Regions from separate parts of the Mus musculus genome. Here all the other regions are linked to region 1. The links are chromatin contacts, called in public HiChIP or PLAC-seq and promoter capture Hi-C maps. All regions are on one chromosome and are shown on one strand. Each heading gives the region's core, a stretch centred on a gene start, on an enhancer-like site or on the middle of the called end of the contact. The rest is flanking DNA. Distances are from core to core; before and after follow the strand shown. Region 1 holds the start of Fbxo25 (F-box protein 25). Region 2 has its middle 32 kb from the start of 1700029H14Rik. Region 3 overlaps 1700029H14Rik (RIKEN cDNA 1700029H14 gene).

Evidence for each region. Promoter capture Hi-C pulls out the DNA fragments that hold promoters and counts their contacts. HiChIP or PLAC-seq counts read pairs in DNA pulled down with a chosen protein or histone mark.
Region 2: an H3K4me3 HiChIP or PLAC-seq map of forebrain shows a contact between it and region 1, with 3 times the contacts expected there. The contact joins the enhancer-like site here to the promoter of Fbxo25 in region 1. A contact is called at or near these places in 2 of 39 promoter capture datasets (the C10 cell line and the HPC-7 cell line) and 1 of 115 datasets of contacts at active chromatin or transcription factors (forebrain).
Region 3: a promoter capture Hi-C map of embryonic stem cells shows a contact between it and region 1, with 2.2 times the contacts expected there. The contact joins the enhancer-like site here to the promoter of Fbxo25 in region 1. A contact is called at or near these places in 7 of 39 promoter capture datasets (the 3T3-L1 cell line, the C10 cell line, the HPC-7 cell line and 3 more), 9 of 484 Hi-C or Micro-C datasets (the Ba/F3 cell line, the C10 cell line, CD8 T cells and 4 more) and 2 of 115 datasets of contacts at active chromatin or transcription factors (both in embryonic stem cells).

Annotation. Positions count from the first base shown.
Region 1 is chr8:13,905,735-13,909,702 of GRCm38.p6, forward strand. Fbxo25 (F-box protein 25) reads left to right here and starts at 2,005. Exons shown (of 10, transcript NM_025785.3): 1 at 2,005-2,129.
Region 2 is chr8:13,528,086-13,532,053 of GRCm38.p6, forward strand. No RefSeq gene overlaps it. Among named protein-coding and RNA genes, the nearest start is that of 1700029H14Rik, 32 kb to the right of the region's middle. Within about 2 kb of position 2,011, at least 173 of the 459 cell types and tissues checked have an H3K27ac peak or open chromatin away from gene starts, as enhancers often do. A contact at or near this core is called in forebrain, where this site is marked.
Region 3 is chr8:13,547,282-13,551,249 of GRCm38.p6, forward strand. 1700029H14Rik (RIKEN cDNA 1700029H14 gene) reads right to left here. Exons shown (of 9, transcript NM_025601.3): 9 at 3,441-3,837. Among named protein-coding and RNA genes, the nearest start is that of 1700029H14Rik, 13 kb to the right of the region's middle. Within about 2 kb of position 1,735, at least 105 of the 459 cell types and tissues checked have an H3K27ac peak or open chromatin away from gene starts, as enhancers often do. A contact at or near this core is called in the Ba/F3 cell line, CD8 T cells, brown adipocytes and 3 more, where this site is marked.

The sequences.
Region 1 (3,968 bases), core at 755-3,254:
CTGTCTTGGAACTCACTTTGAAGACCAGGCTGGTCTTGAACTCAGAAATCCGCCTCTGCCTCCCAAGTGCTGGGATTAAAGCCGTGCACCACCACCTCCCGGCACTTGACTCTTCTTAATATAATTGGTAAAACTCTTTTTAAGAGAATGATGCGGATGCTACTAAATTAATTAAATTAATACAGATGTTCACAAGAAATCAACTTAAGATGTTTTAACTCTTCTATAGTGTAATAGCATTTTCTTACTTCCAAATATCCTTCACTTTTAGCACATTATTCAATAAATCATTGATGAGTGATTTTTTCCCCTGGAGATATGTAACCAAATACTTATTCACCCTAGTTATAACAGCAACATCAGACCAAAGAAATAATTTCACCCATATTTGGCTTAGTGAACCAATGGGTTTAATTACTAGGGTGACTCACAGGAGCATGGGTGGACTCAAAGACTACATCACAGAAAAGCTCACATCAGGCTGACGATTTGCCTCTGGAACTCCCTGCAGATTGCTACTGTTTATTTAATCTTGGGTGGGAATTTTGTGAATCTTCTTTCAGGGGCTTTCCCACCCTTTAGGTTTCCTTTGCCTCTGAGTCTTGGGTGCCCTATTCTTGTCTCCAGGAGGGAAGATTTCAATTCAGAGGACATACCTAGCCACACAACATATTTAACATACTTTAAAATAGCTTTTAAATTTCCTTTTGATCAGGCAAGGTGCATAAAGGACAATTACGGGAGTCAGTGCTTTCCTTCCACCAAATGGGATCCCAGGGTTAAACTCATGTTTCCAGGATTCCACAGGAGCACTGTCACCAGCTGAGACATCTCACTGGCTCTAAACTCGGTTTTAAGTAGACCTTGTTAAATACTTTCACCTGATCATAGGTTTTCTATGTTCTGAGGGTTTGTGGCAGGCTGGGTATAACCTATGCTGCGTGTATTAGGTGCACTTTGGACTTAGTGTTTTCACCTTGCATGGGTTTATCAGGACAAACCCCACTGGAAGCTGGACAGCTCTATCTTATTGTCTCTGTTCACTTATTATCTTGGCTTGGTAACAGCGACAAAAACTTCAAACAGTCTGAATTAAGGTTAGCCTTTGCTTGCAAACACACCTCTACAAGTTCAATAAACAAAAGCACAGAGCCACTGGGCATGGTTTAGAATCGAGAGCCACACGCCTAGATTAGGTGTGTGGACGGAATAATGCTGACTTCCACCCATAATTGGTCTAGTATTTTTAAAGTGTATAGCGCAAAACACTATTAGACTAAAAGCACGTCAGAAATTATTTACATAATACATTTCAAATATGAATACCTGCTATTTAAAAATGTAAAAGACTAACCTGAATATATATGTTTTTGCTCATTACACACTAGGCACTTTAAAATATTTTTGTTTACTCGGGTAAGAACCATTCCTAGTTCCGTTTTGTTATCAAGGCAGAAGAGCTCCACAACCTGCAGTGGTCCAGTTTCCCTCTCCTTTCTACAGACCCTATACTACCTATTTGGAAAACATTCCACCTGTTGACACTGCTTTCCCAGCTTTCTAGGAACTGAAAGCCATTCTAGGCTGCAGGTCAGCAAGACTGTCTTTGAGCCCCAGGGCTACGAGCAAGAAGACTCTGGCGTGTAGGAGATTGGGGCAGTCCGAACAGACCCTTGCATTCACAGATGCCTAGCTAGGCAGGCAGGTAAATGGGACAGTGAGGTGAGGGACCCGAGTGTAGACCAGCGGTGTCCTTGCTAGCCCCAGCCCGGCGCAAGGGAGGTCTGTAGGTCCGGAGAGGACGTCTGGAAACTGAGGCTAACCACACGGGTTCCGCCAGACAACTTGGGCAATGCCAACAAGGCGGGTCAAAAAAAAAAACCACCAGAACCGACCCTGGGGCGCCTAGGATGGGTGGGTGGGGCTTGTGCTCACTGAGCACGCGCGCCCCGAGGCCTCCGAGTTCGGGTAGCAACACGAATCACGTGGCTCCTCTCCGGCCAATCAGCGGGACGCCAAGGCGGGGCGTCCAGCGGTGGCCCTCGGCGGGAGGCGGACGGCTTCCGGCAATAATTGGACGCTGCGGCTCGGTGTGGTTGGTGGCTGTCTCGTCTGGAAGGGACCCGCAGGTGAGAAGGGCCTCAGGACGGGGAGGGGCAGTCGGGCAGGGCGTCCCTGGCTCGCCCTCCGATGTCCGCCGTGCTGCTCCGGGGGCCCCGAGCGGGCTGTGGGCTCGTCCAACCTCGGTAGATGCAGGCGTCCGCCCCCCACCGCCGCCGGCCTGTCCCCTGCGGGTCCGTGCGGCCTCCCGTGCACACCTGTGTGTGCACCATCCTTCAGGCCGGCGTGTGCGCTCGCCGCGAGGCACGCGAAATTTGCATCTTTGTCCTCACAGCTCCTTTCTGCCTCTGTTCCAGGGCAGTTCCATCTCCATCCCTGGGCCTATTCAAACTCCCCAGAACTCAGACGTCTGGAGAACTGTCCCTGTGAAGGCCCCCCACCCCCCACCCTTTTACCTGCAGCGCCAAGGCTTGATTTCCCACCATTATCAGAAAAGATCCCCCATTTCCTTCACATTCCGTTTTCCTTCGTTCCTGGGCATGTTGTCCTACTACGAAGCATCTGTGATGATCTCTCTAGATTCCTTGGAGTAAACCCCATTTCTGACATTCAGCCTAAATATACAGTGGTTTTGTTTGTTTGTTGTTGTTTGTTTTTTTATATGATCTTTCACAATCAAATTTACCCACCTATACAAACTCTTCACGTTTGATCCAAGTTGTTGGAATTTAATTTACTTGAAAATCTTGTAAGAAAGCTAGAGCAGCGGAAAAATCAAATGCTTACTAGGTTGAAGATGGGCTTCATTTTAAAAAGGGATTTGTTACTGTTAATTATGAGTGAGCCTGTGTGTGGGCACATGCACGAGTGCCTGGGGAGACCAGAGGCTTCCATCCTGATGGGCTGGAGTTATGGTGTCAGCTGCCTGACTTGGCTGCTGGGAACCAAGGGCGGGGTCTTCTGCAAGAGCAGTTACAGTGAGTGAGCTCTTAACCCGCTGACCCATCTCTCCAGCCCAGGCCATACATTCTTTCTTACTCTAGAACAATGGAGATTATCGTTCTCGAAATTTTAAATGAAAAAATAAGAGTGAAGCTTTTTTTCTCCAAAAGTGAACCTGCCTTGCTATTTTTGTTATAAACTGTTTTATTATAATGCCCCTGCTATACGCTCAAAGCGTTTGTTTTGAAGATGAAGGCCATTGATGTACAATCCGATTATTTTTTTATGTAATTTACAAATAGAGCAACACACATATAAAGCCAAAAAATAGAAGACAAAGAACAAAAACGCAAACCACTGAAACCTGTAATTTCCTGGAACCTGTTTTAATAGGCTGTTATGATTACTATAAATATAGTGCCTTAAGAGCATGGCTTGTGGAGTGAGAGTCCGTAATTTTGAATCCCGTCCTATGGGATTCTTTGCCTCTGTACTGTCATGGATAAATAGAGTGTTTTGTTATGATGCTGGTGGTTGAACAAACATAGCCCCTTGAATATGCTAAGCTCGAGCTGAGCCTTCAAATAGAGAATTATATTTGCAAAGTGTGGCAGTTTTCTACTTTACAGGTTAGTGTGAGGACTAAACTCAGTGCAATTCAGTGAATTATTCAGCGTTAATGCCTGGCCCATTCTGAGTTCTAGTGTTTGCTGTAACTGTTTTCATTAGGAGAACGTGTGTTTGTTGTTGTTGTTGTTGTTGAAGAAGGAGAAGGAGAAGAAGAAGAAGAAGAAGAAGAAGAAGAAGAAAGTATATTTTGCTTAGTTCAAGATCTTTAGTGTTCGTTTCTCCTAGGACATGGATTTGAAGAAATCATCCTGCTCATCTGAAGTGCCCCACATTCATGTCCCACCATGGGAAATAGAAACTCAGAAAAGACCTAAAGATCTTCGGCCCCAAGTGAC
Region 2 (3,968 bases), core at 761-3,260, 380 kb before region 1:
CATAGACATAGAAGAAGGGTAATAATTGCCAGGGAAGTGAACGGAGGCTGCATACTTGTGAGACATGTGGCGCCTTTCTGGAGTGATGAAAATGTTTTGAAACTCTAGGAAGGATGTGGTGGTGCTTCGAGGTGCCCTTGTAGAAGGATGCTAGGCAACACGACTGTCACCTCAGTACTAGTAAGTACTGGGAAATCAGGGTGTTTAATGAGTGACTACTGCAGATAAAAGTCACCGAGACAGCCAGTGGCTCTCCAGCCCCCGATGTGTGTGCTCTTGTTCTTTTCTATGGAGGGGATCTTATGACTGCCAGAGAAGTGTAGCAGCTCACCCTTCCCATTCATCCCAGACACTCTGCAAGGAGCCCACGTCTCAGAGCCTTCAGCCTTCCTGTTTGCCTCTACTGCAAAATGATGCTTGCGGGGAGAAAAAAATCCATAGCTCCACTTGCTGGCAGAGGAGAGTACCACCCTGGTGGGCCTTACACTGCAAGAAAACATCAATTCTTGGAAGGGACCCTTGGTTTCTGCACTGAGGCTGGAATAGTGCAATCTTTTTGTCACTGAGCCCTCAGTGGGACAACGGCTGGACATCTCGCTTTGGGCACACTGTGTGGCTGTCCCACAACACTGACATTACAAGTACCTCACTCACTCGGCCCCTCCTCCTGCCCTGTCAAGGCCTGTGGGTCTTCCTCAGAGATCTATCCCTCACTTCATGGTTGCTGCTTCACTGCAGAGACCTCCTATCCCCAGTCTGCCCAGTGTTTCCCTATCACTGGGTGGATGGCCTGAGCCATCCACATGCCCCCTGCTTCAGGATAGTTGAGCTGCATAGTTCATAATCATGACTCAGGGATTGTTGTATCTAAATCTGACAGAGTTCGCAGCTCCTCGGCCAGGTGCAGATCACCTCACTAGCGGCTTGGGGGCAGTCTACCTCACAGTGCAGACTCACTAGGTCCCCTCTGTACTTTCCCACTGTAGACCTCCAGCTTTTTGAGACCCCAGGACCCCTTCCAGTTGAGCACACATGCTCCTATCCCTAACAAGGGCCGTCTGTCCACGTGAGTGATACAAACTTGGGCCCATTTCTGCTGGTGAAGGAATGTGCCACAGACTCAGCGGTGGCCCACAAAGCCCAGGGAGATTCCTGGAAGAGAAACTCTGTGTTCCTCCAGATTTAGAGACATGTGTAGCCAGGGTGTTTAAAAGGAAAGTGGAATTTTTGTTTTTCCTTGGAAGTGACGGTTATTTATCTTGTCAATTCCAGAACACGTGAGGCACGGGGTTCTGGTCTGACTGCCTCCAAGTCTGAGATTCTGTTGTCTGGGAAGACAACTGCATTCCTGAGATGTGGGGCTGTCAAGAGGGCTGTTTTAATGGGCTCTGTGGAGGCCCTGTGGCCAGGAAGAATGTTCTTGTGGGTACAGCCTGGTCTGCCAGAGGAGTGGGCTGGACCCGCTCACACTGGGACCTCAGCCCCGCACAGGGGAGAAGCTTCACCCGTGGTCTCATCCACTCATAGCCTAGCTGGAGCCTTCCTGGACCCTGAATGTGAGCCAGCTCGTGGATGGACAGAGGGAAGTGGAGCTCGGGCGTCAGGGAGACGTAACCTGAGCCTGAGAGGAGGCGAGGCCTCAGCACTCCTTGGACAGCAGCTGGCCCAGCATCTACAGAGCCAGTTCTCCACACACCTGGGTGGCTTCACCAAGGCTGGGAGAAGTGAGCCCACGGCAGGCACCTATAGGCTAGAAGTCTCCCTATCCATGGACATGAAAAGTGCTCTCAGGTCATGTGCAAACACTTTTGTGTTCCTGGCATGGGGGAACCGTTCTCTTTGTTCTGTTTCTTGCAGGCGGCTTTGTCCCTTTCCAAGGGTTTCACACTCTCAGTGCCCACGAGGGCCTGTCTCCAATCTTGTTGACACTGGTTGTGTTGACATCAAGTGCTCTGTTCTGGTCACTGTGTCCCTCTGCCTGGCCCAGCGTGGGGCCTACTGTGCTCTTGGTTAGGCAGAGACTCAGAGCTAAGGCTTCGGAGGCTGGGATTTAAGCCAAGGCTGGAGGGAGCCAAGCCCTGAATATCCTCGCCAGAATCCACAGGATCCAACTACCAGGCACCCAGCCAAGAGAGGGGTTATATCTGCCACAGACTTGAGGAGAAGCTCCTGTCCCACACATGGAGCCCCTGAAGCCACCCTCTGTCCTGTCCTCTATCGCCTCAGATGCTGAGGGTAATGAGAAGTGAGGACCTTAAGGTCCTGGGTGTCTGATTGGTGGTAAGAGGCTTGGGGAGAATGCTATTCCCACCTGTACACCGAGCCCCAGGGATGCCCCACTCCCACAGATGACTGGGGAACCATCATGGTCAACTACTCAACCCCCACTATCCCAGGATGCTGAGTCTTAGAGATTCCTCCACAAGCTCATGGCTTCCTGAGCCAGGGGATAGGAAAGGCATGGTGAGATTGCCACAAGGCCTTGCTTGCAGGAGTGCTCTGGCCTGCTTGAATCCTGTCTTTGTTCCTCAGCCTATTGGCAGAGAGTGGACATGTGGGGGCTGAAGCAGCCCTCTGCATTGCAGGTTATTGAGAGCTAGTGTGTAATAGTATGGCACATATGCACTGCCATTTACGACGACTCTGCTCTAAGTGGTAGCTGCATCCCAATGGTCCCTAACCAAGCCCCTGGGGGGCTCAGCCAAGGCATCTTCTTCTCATGTCACCAGAGCCCTTAGCATCCTGACTTTCTCTCTGGGAAGCTGAGTTCCATGCAGAGCCTTCCCTCCTTATCCCTGGGTTGCTGGCTAACAGAAAATCATGACTGGTTCTGAGATAGCCCTGGGGCCATCCTAGATGTCCCCTGCATGAGCTCCTGTGGCCATGCTGGATGTACAAGTAGAGTGTTGGGCTACAGTGGAGTCCCAGGCTCAGGAGGCAGTGTTCTGGCTTTATGCCATATCCGTTTATCTGCCACCCAGGCTGGGCTTCAGTCACTAAAGCTGCCATGTGACACAGCCTCCTGGCCTGATAAATCATAGGGTAGAGGAAGGAAACCTCCTGGGGAATCTGGCGTGCAGCCCAGGCTCAGGAGCAGAGGTCCTGGGCTTCTGCTTCCGCTCCATGGCCCATTCTTAAATGTGTCACTGGCCATGAGTCGGCTGGCTGCCAGACCTCTGTAATGTTACATAAAACATGAAAGGCTCGCCCCTTAGGCCAGACAGATGAGCAAGAGGCACTGTTTCTAAGTCCTTTCCTTGGAATTCCTAACATATTGTCCAAGCAGACCTGAAATGTCCTGGCCTCTATCTAAAGATGCCCATGTCTGAGGGCTCAGTGTCTCTGGATGTTCCTAAAGCTTGCATTCCTCTTGGATTCAGTGGTGCTGGGGTTCAGGATGCTATTTATTCTCAAAGTAGAAGCCACCAAGGTCTACCTCAAAGGAGACCTCAAAGGTGGCTGTGGTTGTAAGTTTTGACAACAGGCTGTCACCGTGAGGATGATCATGTCCCCCAGAAGCAATGAGGGCATACCAGTTAACCAGGTGGCAGTGTCAGAAGCAGAGAGGGTCCTGTGCATTGGCGTCTGGGAGAAGCTGGTTACAGACCAGAAGGAAGGATGATCGTGAGTGTCCAGGGCTAGGAATGGATGACTTCATCCCTGCTGGTTGGGGTACTGGGGAACGAGGGCTGCAGCATTCACGTGCTCATGCATACATTTATCTAACATCTCTAAGATGTTTCTGCACAGTTGACAGGCTCCCTGGATAGAGACACAGATGTGGTTAGACTCCAGGTTTCCTCTGGTCCTTCTCAGAGGCAAACTCAACTCCTGGCTTACCCTGGGCTCCTTAGCCTGGTCTAGACGGCTGAGATAAATGAACCACAGCATACTCCCTCTTTGTCTGGCTTCTTCGCTTGGCGTCATGCCCATGAAAGCTCTCAGTGGTCCCTGGAAAGCTTTCCAGT
Region 3 (3,968 bases), core at 485-2,984, 360 kb before region 1:
TGGTTTAGCATTTAAGACCACCTGTCCCTTACCTCTGAGAGGCATCGTCTCATAACTCGTTTAAAATTTAAAAAGACACTGAATAAACTCATCAAATTGGCACTGTAGAAGTAAACACATGTATTAAAATCATACCAACTCAATGGGCCCGTAGTAGACACCTTAAGTCAGCAACGCATCAGTGGGAGGGTCACCTGCTTGTCACCTGCGCATTCTGTAAAAGAACTGAGAGGACTTGAGTGCCTAACAGTCTCAGGAGCTGAATTCATCTCTGCCTGCTCACCACAGCTGGTATGGAATACTCAACTCACCTTGTTTCCTCATTGTCTGGAGCCAGTTCTATACTTTGTATCCATGGCTTCCGGTTCCACACCTGGTCAGGCAGCTAAACTCTGCTCCAGAAGTTTGCTTCAACCCCAGTGCCCTCAACAGACCTCCACCCGGTGTGTCACAATCTAATCCTGCAGAGACTCTGCAGCTGCCTAAGACAAACCTCCTCACCCGCCGGTTCAACAAATCTCTATCTTCAGAAATATTTACGATGCATAACAGTAGCAAAATTATAGTTATTTAGTAGCAACGAAAATAAGCTTATGGTTAAGAGTCACCACAACATGTGGAACTGTATTAAAGGGTCACAGCGTTAGGAAATTTGAGACCTCTCAGTGAGGATTCTTTTAGCTGCTTGAGCTCTTAACACTTGGTAGCCTGTGACCTACACTTCTACATGATAGCGATATGTTCAGTGAGTGATATGTAATGTGTAATTTGAAGGTATTTGTAAGTAAGATTGGAATAAGGTCTGGAAAGATGGCTCAGCCATTAGAAACGCATAGAGAGGATCCTTGCAGAGGAGTTGAGTTCTGTCGCCAACACCCATGTCAGTGGCTTTCTTTAGATCCCCTGTCCTATATCCATGATGTTAATTTTAATAAACTTCTTGCCCAAAAGAACATTCCATGTCAGGGTGTCCCAATCTCAAAACTGAGATCTTTCACTGTGTTCCTGGGGTAGCACACTCATGGCAAACAGAGAGTTCAGGGGACCCCCTTCCTGGAGGACAGTGCCACCTAGAGTCTATAGCTGCTGGGCTCCCTGCTCTCCATCTGCCAGCCGGAGGTTGTGGGACCAAGGAAGGACCTAGTATCCCTTGACCCCCATGCATGCATGGAGTGACGTCCTTGTCGGTTCACCCTGCTCACTGTGGCCATCCTGTCAGTGGATGTTTGGCCTAAAACACTAATCATGTTCTTGGCTGCAGACATTCAAGGTGTTTCCCAGTCAGAGTGTCTGAGCTGCAGACTGGGGTGGGGGGGGGGGGTGGGGGAGACGGAACAGCATTTCACAAAGCCAGCTGTGAGACACATCCCTCCATATCTGGAAAGAAAAATTACCTTCTCCTGGTTACTTGGGAAACTACAAGCCATACTAAGCAGATGCTGAGCCAGGCTAACGTAAGGACCTGCAGAGTCGTGACCCTCAAGCCCTGGCGGGTACCCTGCAGGGTGGTGAGTTCTGCGGCTCGGGCTTCCTCTAACTCCTGTCCATTCTAGGTCTAACTAGCATTTCAGGTCCCCTTTTTGTTCCTGGAATCTGTGACTGTTCCCACCTCAGGCAGGAAACTTGGCAGCAAACTCGGGAGGATCAGCCAGCCAGTCCTCAGAGGACCCGAGTGGGAGGCGAGGCAGGCAGGCTTGTGGAGAGAGCAGCTCTGGGAGAGCTGCATGCAGGCATGTCTCAGCATGCCTGGGCCTGCCCCACAACCTGGTTCTGCAGAGCCGCTGACTGGGGACTTTCCCTGAGGCGGCTCTCAATCCGGAGGCTCCCCTCTTTCCCAGGGACAGACAGACACGGGACTTGGGGAACTTTGTTGCCAAGTTGCCTGGATGCCGGGGGTGGGGTAGGAGACGAAGGTGGAAGACTGAGCTCACAGTCAGACTGACCAGATATGGAACTGTGTTGTGAAGTGGCTCAACCTTGAGAGCTTGGTGTTTCCCCAGGGACTTATGCCCTCTCATCCACCCTCAGACAGCCTGGGGCTATGCCGAGGCTGAACTCTTTAGCCTCAGGCTAGTTGAGGCCACAGATAGGAACCCGAAGGATGGCACTGTTAGCCCTAGAAAATGAGCTGGTAGAGTAGACAGGGACTCCCTGGGAACAGATGCGTTGGGTTGGGAGGGGCACTAGTTTCATGGGCGAGGTTTCTTTGGAAGCAAGGGTTCTTGAATGTGGGATGGAGGCCCTTGGAGAAGGAAGTCTTCCCCATCATGGGCGCTGAGAGAAGAGCTAGATCTTTCCCCAGGACTGGATGGGTTATGAGAGGGGCCCAAGTTGTCTTGAAAGATCATCAACTCAGGAGAAGGGGTGGGGAGAGCCTGTCGGTACCCCGTGAGGATGTATCTCCACCCCAGTGCTGCTCAATCTCTGGGCTCTGCCTCAGCTTCCTGTCCTCTCCCTGTGCCTCAGTTTCTCCATCTGTAAAGCAGGGGTCACCCTTGAAGATGCCTTAAGCTTTGTTAGACCCAAACAAGATGGCTGAAACTGGGGGCTCCTTCACTGAGACAGCTTGTCTTAACCTTATAGAACATTTGCTCGCCCCTGGGGAGGCTCCTGATGCCACAGGTCACTTTTGTCAGCTGCGGTCACAGGGTGCTGAGCTCTGAAAATGTCCCCCAAAGCTAAGCTCACACAGGGAAGATGCTGAGAAAGTTGTTGGAATTCAGATAAGACCCACCTACTGGAGCCTCAGTGCACCCCTAACTCCCTAGCAAACTCCCCAGGTGTCCCTACCCAGGAGAATGATGGGTGCCATTCTTATTTCCCATGAAGCTTACAGGTTGCCAGACTCCAGGACATCAAATGGACCATACTAGGCTACACCTTTTCATGTCCCTAAAGTTGCATGCTCTTTCCGGCTATGCAAGACTCCTCGCCACTTCAGCCTCACAGTAGGGAGTAACACAGTCTGACTGCCTGGGAACTTCCCATTCCTCTACACCTGTAAGAGGGGACCGCCCAGACTCCGCCTCATGGGCTAGAGTGCTTATTAGAGCCCATCTGTCTATCAAAGCAGCCACCCATGATACTATGTCTGTAGATGCACCAGTTAACTCTTCTAAGCAACTTCCTGCCACAAAGGACGAGCTGCCCAGTGGCCCTAGGACTTTCTCAGCCTTTCAAACGTGAGCCTGAATTCCATCAGGACCATCCTGGAACCTGGACCCAGCTTGGGTTCTCTGCAGGCACATATCCTGAACTCCCGTCAGTTATGAACCCAATAGGACGTTGCTCTGGGTGGGGGAGGCAGCAGACCCTCTCACCCCATCCTAAGCCTTCTTGTGACCATGGCAACCCCAGAAGCCCATGAAGGTCAAGCTTCAGCCACCCCACCCTCCATTCAGTGGACTCACTATGGCTACCATGTCCTTGATGAGTCCAGGTACTTAGGCCTCAGATGTTTGAGGAATTGTTTTGCTTTGATTGGTGTTATGTGGGGTCACATGGAAAGGTGATTGAGGGGTCACATGGGAAGGTGACTGGGGAGTTCACCTACCCAAGCATCCTGAGAGAACTAGGCTTCCAGTAGAGGTACTAAGGAGGACTGTGGCCCAGGACCTGAGGTCTAAGGATGTGGGTGCAGGGAGGACCAGTTCTGAGGTGACTTTGTCCCCTCTCCTCTCCAGCTGTGGCCTGGAAGTTGTCTACATACGACATTGTAACTCCAGCGATGTGTTCATATTGTGTTGTTTCCTTTAGTGAACAATTAGCTGGCTCTTAAGTTCTGTGATAGCCAGGAAGCGGGAGTGCCTGCTGGTCCTGAAGAGTTGGTTCCTAGGGCTGAAAGCAGAGTTGTTTGGAGAATCTGAACCACCAGAGGGCACCATCAGACAGGCGAAAGTGGCCACTGCTCAGTCCTGGTGTTTGGACCAATAAGCCTATGGGGGCAGCAGCAATGTGGGTGGAGGATA